Linked DNA regions of Cricetulus griseus: region 1 is linked to region 2. Evidence: chromatin contacts called from public Hi-C data. All regions are on one chromosome and are shown on one strand. The core of a region is the stretch at or near the end of the contact, and the rest is flanking DNA. Distances in the headings are between cores, read along the strand shown. Region 1 overlaps Capn2 (calpain-2 catalytic subunit). Region 2 has its middle 9.6 kb from the start of Capn2.

Region 1 (5,044 bases), core at 229-2,728, 41 kb before region 2:
TCTGCAGGCATGTTGCTTGTATTTTTAATAAAAAGCTGATTGGCTGACAGCTAGGCAGGATTTGGGGGGCAGAGAGAATGTTGTTGAGAAGAAGGGCAGAGTCAGAGGAGATGCTCTGAGATGCAGAGTGAGCAGGGTGGGAAGTACATACATGAGGTAAATGAGCCTGGGGCAGCACAGAGATTAATAGAAATGAGTTAATTTAAGTTATAAGAGCAGGCTAAAAACAAGCCTAAGCTATCAGCCGAGCATTTATAATTAAGTCCCTGTGTGGTTATTTGGGAGCTAATCAGCAGTCCTTCAGAAAACTCCACCTACACATGCAGGCTTGGAGGGGCTCGGACCTACACCCGCCTTCGTAGTGAACCAAGTGGGCAGAGGAGCCTCACAGAAGCTGGGAGGGGCTTGACCCTCAGACTATCACTGTTGCCCAGGTTTGGAAAATGAGAATTAAACTCCAGGCACCCAGGAGGCTTCCCCCTAAATTCCAGGGAAGCCAGATCTATGTACTCAGATTCCATCTGAACACAAAACAAAACAAACAACATCACCTCTCCAAAGCAAAAATAAATAACTACACCAAAGAAAGCTCCCAAGATCTGGCTTTAATCTTTGTTAGCAGCCTGAGGTGTAAACAGCCTGGGCTGCCCTGGTGTCTGTGTTTGGGTGTTATGGCTAACCCTCATTTAACTAGCTGGAATAGGATGTCCTTTAGGGCTCTCAGAGAAGCTTTCTCATTTGCTTAAAGGCATTGGATGAAAAGGAAGATGCAGAGTTTTTGTTTGTTTGTTTGTTTTTTTGTTTTGTTTTTGTTTTAAGACAAGGTTCCATTGGGTTACCCAGGCTGGCCCTGAACTCATGGTTTCAAGTGACCCTCGTTCTCCGCACTGAAGTAACTGGGACTACAGGCCCATGCCACCATACCTGCAGCTCACTTGTAAATAGCTAGGAAGAAAAAAACCAGCCATGCATATGGAGACAGAATAAGTGGCAAAACTTAGCAATGTTGAAATACACATAAAAAAAGTAATCTTAAAAAAATCCAAAAAAAAAAAAAACCCAACAGCCCTAGCACACGGAAGACAAAGGCTAGGATTGCAGATATGAGGCACCATGCCCACTAGCATTGTTTTAAAGAGTATAAAATACCAGACAGATGCGAAGTGCTGTGTTTGGGTTTTGTTTTAAAAACGGACTCAGACATTAAATCTGCAGCAGCCTCTGTAGCCAGCAGGGGGCAGCGCGCGCTGGGCTGATGCGAGCCTGGAGGCCCCACCCAGGACAGCCACGTGCCGGGGTGCCGGGGTGGGGGTGGGGAAAGGACTCCCGAGGTCCAGTACCTCCTCGGCTCCGGTGACGGAGTACGCATGTCCTTTCACCAGCTTCTGGTACGTGACTGCCTCCGAATCCGCAGCACTGGTGATCTGCAAACACAGAAAGCAGCTGCTCCAACTCTAATACAAACCGCCCAAGGGAACGCACAAGGCACGGGGGCGGGGCCCAGCCTGGGGAACTCTGCACATCCATCCTGCCACCTGGGGGAGCCCCGTGCCACTTTCAGTTGCTGATCGCCAAGGAGCAAGTTGGCGCACCCATTCCCGCTCCCCCAGCCATCTTCTGGATGGAGAGGGCGTGAAGGGACTCCCTTTCGAGGCAAGAGCCCGTGGGGGCCCTAATGACAGACACCCAGTGGGCATCTGTGGCCAAGATGCTCTGGTCTCCCACGCCACCCCGCCCAGCTCATTTGCACACGATGGCAATTTTATCTCCAGCCTCAGTTCAGAAGCCGAGTATTGGATCGCTAATTCCTCAAAAACCACTTCTTTCCCACCATTTGGGCACAGCCTTGGGAAACTCCTGGGGCCTGGACCATGCCCACTTTCCGACATCTCCCTGTTGTTGCATCTCCCCTGCAGAGCTATTTTGGGGAAACAATTCCTTCTGGTACTCTCTAAAGTCTTCTCCAGGTCCCATGGGCACTGGGGCAGAGTGAGAAGCTGCCGGGCAGCTCACACAGCCCTGAAAGTGGGGGAGAAGGTCTCGAGACCTGCAGAAGGGGTTGGGGGACTTTCCTGGGTTCTGTGAGTCGGGTGATTCAGAGCGGAGCTAGAATGGAAAATGGGCTGGGGACAGAAGGGCTGGAGGCACCATCTCTATACCAAATGCACTCAGACAGCCTTGCTATTGCCTAGCAACTCCTGGCTTCTAGAGATGAGCAGCAAGGAGAACAAGGGATGCGCTAAAGTTCTTAATAGCTCCTGGATGCTGTCAGGGCTTTCCCTAAGCCACAGTAGACTGGGCGTTTCCAGGGTGTTGAGGACTTACGTCGATGGAGCAGCCGAGAAGAGAGCCTTTCTCCAGAGCCTTCTGAATGATCTTGAACAAGTTGGGAGGAGGCTTCCTCAACTCATACCACTCAGCAATGCCTCCTGTGAAGTCTTCAAAGCCCTCTGTGGTGGCTCCGCCTGAGAGTGCTTCATAGCACCCGTTGATCCTGAAGGAGGGGAATGCAGGCTGACACTCACTGCCCTAGATGCTGCTGATCCGTGTGCCCTCATCCCCCCAAAATGCCATCCCATTCCAACTCAGATCCCCTCCCTCACGGGACCCCAGAGATCCTCCGCTTTCATTCTCCTTGTCTTTGTCTCCAACTTGGGGCGCCCAGGAAGGCAAGGCGCTGTCCCCCTAATTCCGTTTCCTCCATGGCTATGACATGTTTTCAAAATTGTCCAGCACCCTGGAGTTAGAAGAACTTAGTGACAATCTGACCCAGCCTCTGGCATTGACTCTCCCACCACACAAAGGGGAGGTTGGCTAATTGGCTGTTTGAGAGTTACATGCTTAAAAAGACCCAACTTCCCAGAGAAGCACAGGGTGGGTTCCTGTGGTCAGTCGCCGGGCTTCTCCATCAGTCCTTGAGCCGAGGACATGAAGCCCAGGGCTATGGGGATTCTAAACCCACCAGCTGCTAAAATTGTCTCACCTTGATGCAGGAGCCACTAGCATCAGCAACCGAGGCCCCTGGGCAGAGGGCTGACACCCTGAGTGGGCCCAGCACAACTTTGGGCAAGCTGGGTGAGATGTAGCTAGGACTGGAACTGGGAAACCATTCTTACCAGCCAGGTGGTTTGTTTTGAGTGGGTTTCCACAATTTTCCTACCTCTGCAATGGGTAGTTTTGCCTCCTGGCAAACCTTTTGCTCTTTTCAGTTGAATAGACAGAGTGGGGCCCACCAAAGAAACAGTTTCTTCTCAAGGCCAGAGCAGTCAGCCCCAGAATGTTCTGGTTCACTTGGTTAAAAACAGCGATGACTGTCATTTATCAGTACACCATGTGACCAGGCTCCATGCCCACATTACCTCCTTGAATTAAGAGCCCAATTTGGGCCAAAGTCATCCTTTTATAGAACAGAACTTCTACTCAAAACAGTATCCCTGAATAGCTCCTGCTGTTTTGGAGTCCAGGGCAGTAGGGGCAGGGTGGGGTGTTGGGAAGGGCGTGGTCACTTACTTGGCATAGGCCTTCTCCAGCAGGGCGCTCCAGAACTCGCTCCCTTCAGCCGAGTGTACAAAGAGCAACTCCCCATCCTTAGTGGGCAGCCTGTCATCCACCACCACCTCCACCCATTCGCCATATTGCCAGAACTGCGGGGCAAGGAGGACAAGAGAGGGTGGCGCTGGGACTCCGAGCCTTAGCCTCATCGGGGTCTCTCCCACCCAGCCCCTTGTAGGTTCCCATGATGCCCTTCAGTCTCCAATGGTAGGCATACCCCTCACCAAGCAAGAGAGGACAATGGAGCTTGTCTGTGTGGCCAAAACCACACGTACTCAGTTCTCATTTGCCATCACAAAAGGAGGAAGCGTTTTAACATTTATCTCAAACTACAAACAATACTTTTTTTGAAACTTGTGGATTACTTCCTGAATACATTACTTCCTGGACACCAAGATCCACCTCCATGAATCACCCCACCCCCCACCCTGTCAGCCATTCTGGTGGGATCTCACATCACGGGCAGGTCAGGAACATCTTATATCTCTCCTAGCATCCTCCGCAGAACAACACTGATCTCAGGAGCTTGCAAAACATCAACGACTGAGGAGCTGAAGAGCCAGCCACACTGGGGGACTCCTGAGCCCCTGAGCCTGGTGAGGGGGTGCCTAAGCCAACTCTTAATTTACCTGGAAGTGGAAGATGCCAGCGTAGTTCTCCTGGAAGCTCTGATCTAGGGGCACAACCCGAGCCAGGACTTCTTCATTCAGGGTGAGGGAGGCGATGGCAGCCAGCAGCCAGCAGTCCCCTGAGAACACAAAACCAAGAGCGCTGGTCAGATCTTAGTTCCTGGAGGATGCTAAGTCTTGTTCCTGCAGCTGTGGGTTTGAAACTCAGCATTACTGATGGATAGACAGAGCGGTGTTTCAGATAGTCCTCGTTTGAGGGACAGGCCGGCTGGATATTTTAATGGCACTGCTAAGGGAGAAATGTCATAGCGGGTGGATGGTTGGATACAAGAAGAGAGGTTCATTCTCTGAGAAACTCAGAACTCTGTGGTGGCTGAACTGTGTCCTTGGAGCCCAGCTCTGCTGACCGGGCAGCAGAGGCGTTTGAATGAGAGGGAGAAAATGCAGCAACAGGAGGAAGGGGCTCCTTCCTCAGGAGAAGGATTCAGAGACAAGGAAGAGGTGTGGGCAGGCGGCGTGGTCACGGGAGTATGCAGCAATGCAGACGGACAGCCAGGAGCTGATACACATGAGCTCAGACTGACTCTGAGGGGTCCTGAGTAGGGGCAGAGCTCACTTCTGGCATGTGGACACAGAAGGGACCAAACAGGGACAGGGGCAGTGAGATGAGGCCCTCTAAGCCGCAGGCCCATGCTTTGTTTAAAGCACGCGGTCCCCATTGGTGCCCACCGCAGGAGCTTCATGCAGCAAGCACATGGTCATTCCCTGCAGTTACAAATAGCCTGGTCCAGCATCAGCACGGCACAGTTTTCCGACAGGGACACTGTTCGGGACAAAATTCCAACAAGGGGAGCTGGGAAGGA
Region 2 (5,196 bases), core at 2,394-4,893:
ATAACAGACTAAACCTCTGAATCTTAGCAAGCCCCGATTAAATGCTTGCTTTTATAAGAGTTGCTATGGTCGTGGCATCTCTTCCCAGCAATACACTGACTAATACAGGATGGTTCTCAGTCAAACAACCTCATCACATTTCCACCCACTGGGCCCCATCTCCTAAAGGTTCCAGTATCTTCTAATAGTGCTGCAGGCTGGCATCAGCCTTTTAGCCTACAGGCCTTTGACAGGCATTTAAAATCCAGATCAAAGGCTGGAGAGATGGCTTGAAGGTTAAGAGCACTTGCTGCTCTTGCAGAGGACCTGGGCTTGGTTCCCAGAGCCCATGTGATGCCCTGCAACCATCCACAATTCCGGTTTCAGGGATCCAATGCCTTCTTCTGACCCCTGCAGGTACCAAGCATGCATGTGGTACACATCCACACATGCAGGCAAGAGACATACATAAAATAAGATGAATAAATCTTTGAAAAGACATCCAAGCCACAGCAATCCCATTTCGCCTGCTTTCTGGAGTACCTGCTTTATGATAGCTGAGACTTGGTTTATGTGCTTCCTCTGCTTCCTGCTGCGGTCGATTGGGGGTCAGGTGTTATTTTCTTGCTGTTGTTGGCCTGCCTCGGTGGTGTAGCGTCACTGCTGTGGCCTCATTTATTCCAGAGCTTTGGTTCCAAATACCGGTCTGGCCCTCAGTCCCCATCAACAGGCCCTTTGGTGTCCACTGGTCTGTCAAACAGAGAATGACTCAGTGACCACACTAAGAATTTGCTTGACTATGGATCTGAGTCTTTAATTTCTTAAGCCTTGGTTTCTCTGTCTGTGAAAGAGGGACCATGACATCCACAGTACTGACAAAGTGCTCAGCAACTCTCAGGTGGACGAGGCTTTTGGATATAGCTCCGGTTGCTGGCGCAAAGCAAAGGAGGGCTTGGGCTTCCTGGCTGCAGAATTCAGCCCTGGCTGTGGCATGCTCATCCGGGATGTTTCACAGGTGAGGAGTTGCAACACAAATGTTGTTGGATGGAACTGCAGAGGTGGTCTAGTTCAGTGGTTTTCGTCTTGACTGTGGAGCAAGCGAAGTGTCATGAGAGGGTGGGTTGTGTGTGTGTGTGTGGTTCTGTAATTTTCTTTCATGGCCAAGAGATTTTGGAAAACGCTTCACATTCAATTTGCCTTTTTTTTTTTTTTTCGAGACAGGGTTTCTCTGTGTAGCTTTGGAGCCTATCCTGGCACTCGCTCTGGAGACCAGGCTGGCCTCGAACTCACAGAGATCCACCTGCCTCTGCCTCCCGAGTGCTGGGATTAAAGGTGCACGCCACCAACCCTGGCTCAATTTGCCTCTTGATGAGCCATAATGATGTTGGTATGTTAAGGACTCTGTGTTGTAATTTAAGAAAAGCAGCACAAGAAGAGAAAGATGCTGTTCATCAGGGTCCAAGCAGAGGTTTGGCTTTTTTTGTTTTTTGTTTTTGTTTTTGGGAAAAGGATCATAAAAAGGGGAAAGGGGAGGGGGGCTGGAGAGAGGAAAGGGGCAGAGAGAGAGAGAGAGAGAGAGAGAGAGAGAGAGAGAGAGAGAGAGAGAGAGAGATGGGAGAGGGAGAGAGGGGTGGGGTAGGATGGAAGGTGGGCAGGGCCTTTTTTAAAGGAAACAGTGAATAGGCGCAGTGGTGCTCTTAGTGGCTGCAGCTGAGGTGTATCCTGTCTGAACCTCAAGGGCAGGCCAAGACAGGTGCCTGAATACTAACACTCTGACCAGTCCAATAGCAAAGAATTACGTTTAACTGAGTGCACTAATTCGTGTCCTCTAGAAAGCAAATTATCCTCTGTAAAAAACAAAACAAAAACCAACAACCCCTCACACACAAAGTTAGAAGTTGTGATACGCGATCTTCATTGTCAGCTTGACACACCGAGGCTGAAGAATTGCCTCTATCAGGTGGGCATGCCATTTTCTTGATTGCTAATTGATGTAGGAGGGCCCGGCCCACTATGAGCAGTTGTCATTCCTAGGCAAGTTGCCCTGCGCTGTTTAAGAAAGGTGGCTGAGAAAGCCAGAGGGAACAAGCTAGGAAGCAATTTCCTCCTTGGCTTCTGCTTCAAGTTCCTGCCTTGAGTTCCTACCTTGGCTTCCCTCCATGATGAACTGTAACCTCTAAGCCCATTAGACATTTACTTCCTTCAATTGCCTTCTGGTTATGCTTTGTATCACAGCAACAGAAAGCAAACTGGAACAGAGGTCCAAGAGAGCAGGGCTTGGTGATTCACACCTGTAATCTCAACTCCTGGGAGTCTGAGGCACTGGGGGTTGCTACGGGTTTGAGGCCAGCGTGGGGTATAGAGTAAGACAATGTCTCAGAAGACACGCAACAAAAGATGCAAGAGGCTTTGGGGGTACCAACTGTGAAAATATAGAGAGCAGGAGACAAAGCCTTCAGACGGCCAGGAAGACCTTACAAGAGCAATGAAGAGGGAAGAAAAACTGTGGGGCTGAAGGACCCCTAGAGTACAGCGTAGCTCCCAGATGGAGACTCCAGAATAAAGCCAGCTGGGTGGAGCTCTTCCCCGGTAGAAATGGTCAGTCCAAACCTCTGTGTGCTATCACTGGCTGGAGCCGGCTGGGGAGCCCATCTCTCCTTTTCAAATGTTTGCCGCATATTTATTCACCAGCTGCTCACCGCAGCCCACTGAGCCATCCTTGCCACATTTACAGTTGAGAAAACGGAGGTATCTAGAGATCCAGTTACTTCCCCAGGACCCTGCAGCTGGGGAGTTGTGGCTCTGGATGTGAAGACGGGACTGCAGCTGGGAATTCAGGTCCTGGATGTAGAGGACTGAGGGACGGTGCACTGTCACAGCACACTGCAGACTGCAGGGCTGGCTGACACTGGTCACTTCGCTTCTGTGGCTTCCTGACACTCTGGAAGCCTAACACCCTGACTAGTGTTAGGTCACCCCGTCCCCTAGCCAACTCTTCTTTCTCTCTTCTCTCCACATCACCTCCCTGCCCCCCTTCCCCGCCGCTGTCCCGGACACAGCTGCCCTCTCCCCCTGCTTGTGTCTTTGTGTAGGGCATTCTGCCCTGTCTGCCTCAAAACCTACCCGGAGTGTGCTTTTAACTTCCCATCCCAGGGACCACTAGTGAATACACCTAGGATCTGGGGTAAAATAACCAGCGTGCTTCAGCTGGAGGAGACTTCCTCTCTTCCGGTCCCCTCCCTTTTGCCCCTCCCTCTTGCCCCTCCTTTTCTTCCCCCCCTTCCTTTTTTCCTTTATACACCCAAGAAGGAGAGTTTTCTACGGGCTTGGGTTGTGCGTTCATTAGAACATTAGCGTGGGTTCTCAGGCACACCTAGAGCAGGTTAACTGGTGCCCCTCCCTCCATCCCCCCCCCCCCCCGATCTGAAGTCCCGGAGAGACATTCCTTGCACCCAGCCCTCGTGGGGAGCGAGCCTCAGAGTTGTAGCGCTTATCTGAGGCCGGTCCAAGCTCTGCCCATGAGCACCTAAGGAGAGAGGAGGGAAACCCCGGCTGGGGCCAAAAAAGGGCATATTCTGGGAGGAACCTCCGAGCTGAGCCTGGGGCTGAGTCACGCTCAGATATGTGTCCCCCACAGCTTCTGACTCACAACCCAAATTCCTCAATATTCACAAAAGCCGAGGCTCTGAGGGGAGAGCAAGGACCTTCCCTCCCATGCACCTAGTCTAGTATCTGTGGCTGAGCAGCAGGGGTCCGAGTAGTGAAGGCTGACAGCCCAGCGGAGGCCCAGCCCTTGGTGCTAGGAGTGCTTGGTGCCAGGGCCAGGGCCGGGCCGGGTCTGGGGCTTCTAGAATCCCCCGAGGAAGCTCATTCTGCCTCTGCTCCTTCGGCTGTGCCTAGTCTAGTCGGAATGAACTGAAGAGCAGCCACTCTGTCCTGAGCAGGTTCTGTGGGGAGGCCTCCGCCTGCTGACTCATATCCCGAAGGGAGTGCCCCGAATAGACTTGGGACTAATTGAAATGCAAGTCACATTAGGAGTGTGACTTGTGTCTCCTGAGATGTGGGCGCTATAAGCCAGAAGACACAGTTGCGGATGAGTGAAGCTGTTCTCTTGGTACTTTAAAATTTAATTCTATTCATTGTTGTATTATTTTTATTTGTGTATGTGGAGGGCTGCATGCGCCTCTCACAGGGGCCGGAGCGGGGCACTGGGTGTCCCTCTCTACCATCCTCTGCCTTGAGGACTGGGACTCCGTCACATCGTCAGCTAGGCAGTCAGCCAGCAAACCCCTTCTATTCTTCTGTCTCTACCCAGCTCAATGCTGCAGTTACCGGTGTGTGCAGGGCCACGCCCAGATTTTAGGTGGGTGTTGGGAGTAGGAAGTCCAGTCCTCATCTTGTACAGAAGTCATGCACAGTTAGCGCTCTTAACTACCAAGACACCGCTCCAGCCCCCTCAGCTCCTATTACATGACTTCTGTGAGAATACTTGTCCCTGGTGCCACAAATACCTGCCTAACTGTTCACTAGACTGTGGGTTCCTCTCCTCTCTCTCTTGGAATTAATTACTAGCATGTATTAGGTGTACAAAGCAATCGGTTTCATTGTGACGTGACATTCTCAAATATTCACATAAAGGACCCCCCCCCCCCCGCCCTTATGTCCTTTCCTCCCTTCTCTTCCCCTTGTCCCCATTCTTGGACCTGGACCCTGGTACATTCATATGTTGCTATTATTTTCAACTTCTGATTCTGAAACTGAGTGTGGTGGTACCTTTCTGTCATCCTGGCACGCCAGAGGAGGAGCACGGATCGGAGAAAATGTGTGTGTGTGTGTGTGTGTGTGTGTGTGTGTGTGAGAGAGAGAGAGAGAGAGAGAGAGAGAGAGAGAGAGAGAGAGATACATAGAGAGAGGGGGGAGAGAGAAGGAGAGGGAGAGGGAGGGAGGGAGAGAGAGAGAGCGAGAGAGAGAGAGAGAGAGAGAGAGAGAGAGAGAGAGAGAGAGAGAGGAGAGGGAGAGGGAGACGCTTGTTTTGCCCACCACGGTGATCTTTGGCTCCATCATTTACCTGAAAACAATACAATTTCATTCTTTGTGGCTGGATACAGCTCTGCTGTGTAAAGGCAGCACATTTTCTTTGCCCATTCATCTACTGATGGCTGAACTGACTCCTAGGCCACCCTCACGGCCTGGCTGTTGTGAATCGTGCAATGGTAC

What was found. A called contact is a pair of places that touch in the nucleus more often than the background predicts.
Region 1: a contact with region 2 is called in a Hi-C map of the CHO-K1 cell line, with 5 times the contacts expected there. The contact joins two enhancer-like sites. A contact is called at or near these places in 6 of 8 Hi-C or Micro-C datasets (the CHK-Q cell line, the CHL-YN cell line, the CHO-K1 cell line and 2 more).

Annotation. Positions count from the first base shown.
Region 1 is chr5:11,962,810-11,967,853 of CriGri-PICRH-1.0, reverse strand. It overlaps Capn2 (calpain-2 catalytic subunit), which reads right to left. Exons shown (of 22, transcript XM_035445361.1): 3 at 4,182-4,300; 4 at 3,511-3,644; 5 at 2,326-2,494; 6 at 1,341-1,424. Among named protein-coding and RNA genes, the nearest start is that of Capn2, 29 kb to the right of the region's middle. Within about 2 kb of position 1,478, at least 2 of the 6 cell types and tissues checked have open chromatin away from gene starts, as enhancers often do. A contact at or near this core is called in the CHO-K1 cell line, where this site is marked.
Region 2 is chr5:11,923,683-11,928,878 of CriGri-PICRH-1.0, reverse strand. It overlaps the pseudogene LOC100754457. Among named protein-coding and RNA genes, the nearest start is that of Capn2, 9.6 kb to the left of the region's middle. Within about 2 kb of position 3,643, at least 3 of the 6 cell types and tissues checked have open chromatin away from gene starts, as enhancers often do. A contact at or near this core is called in the CHO-K1 cell line, where this site is marked.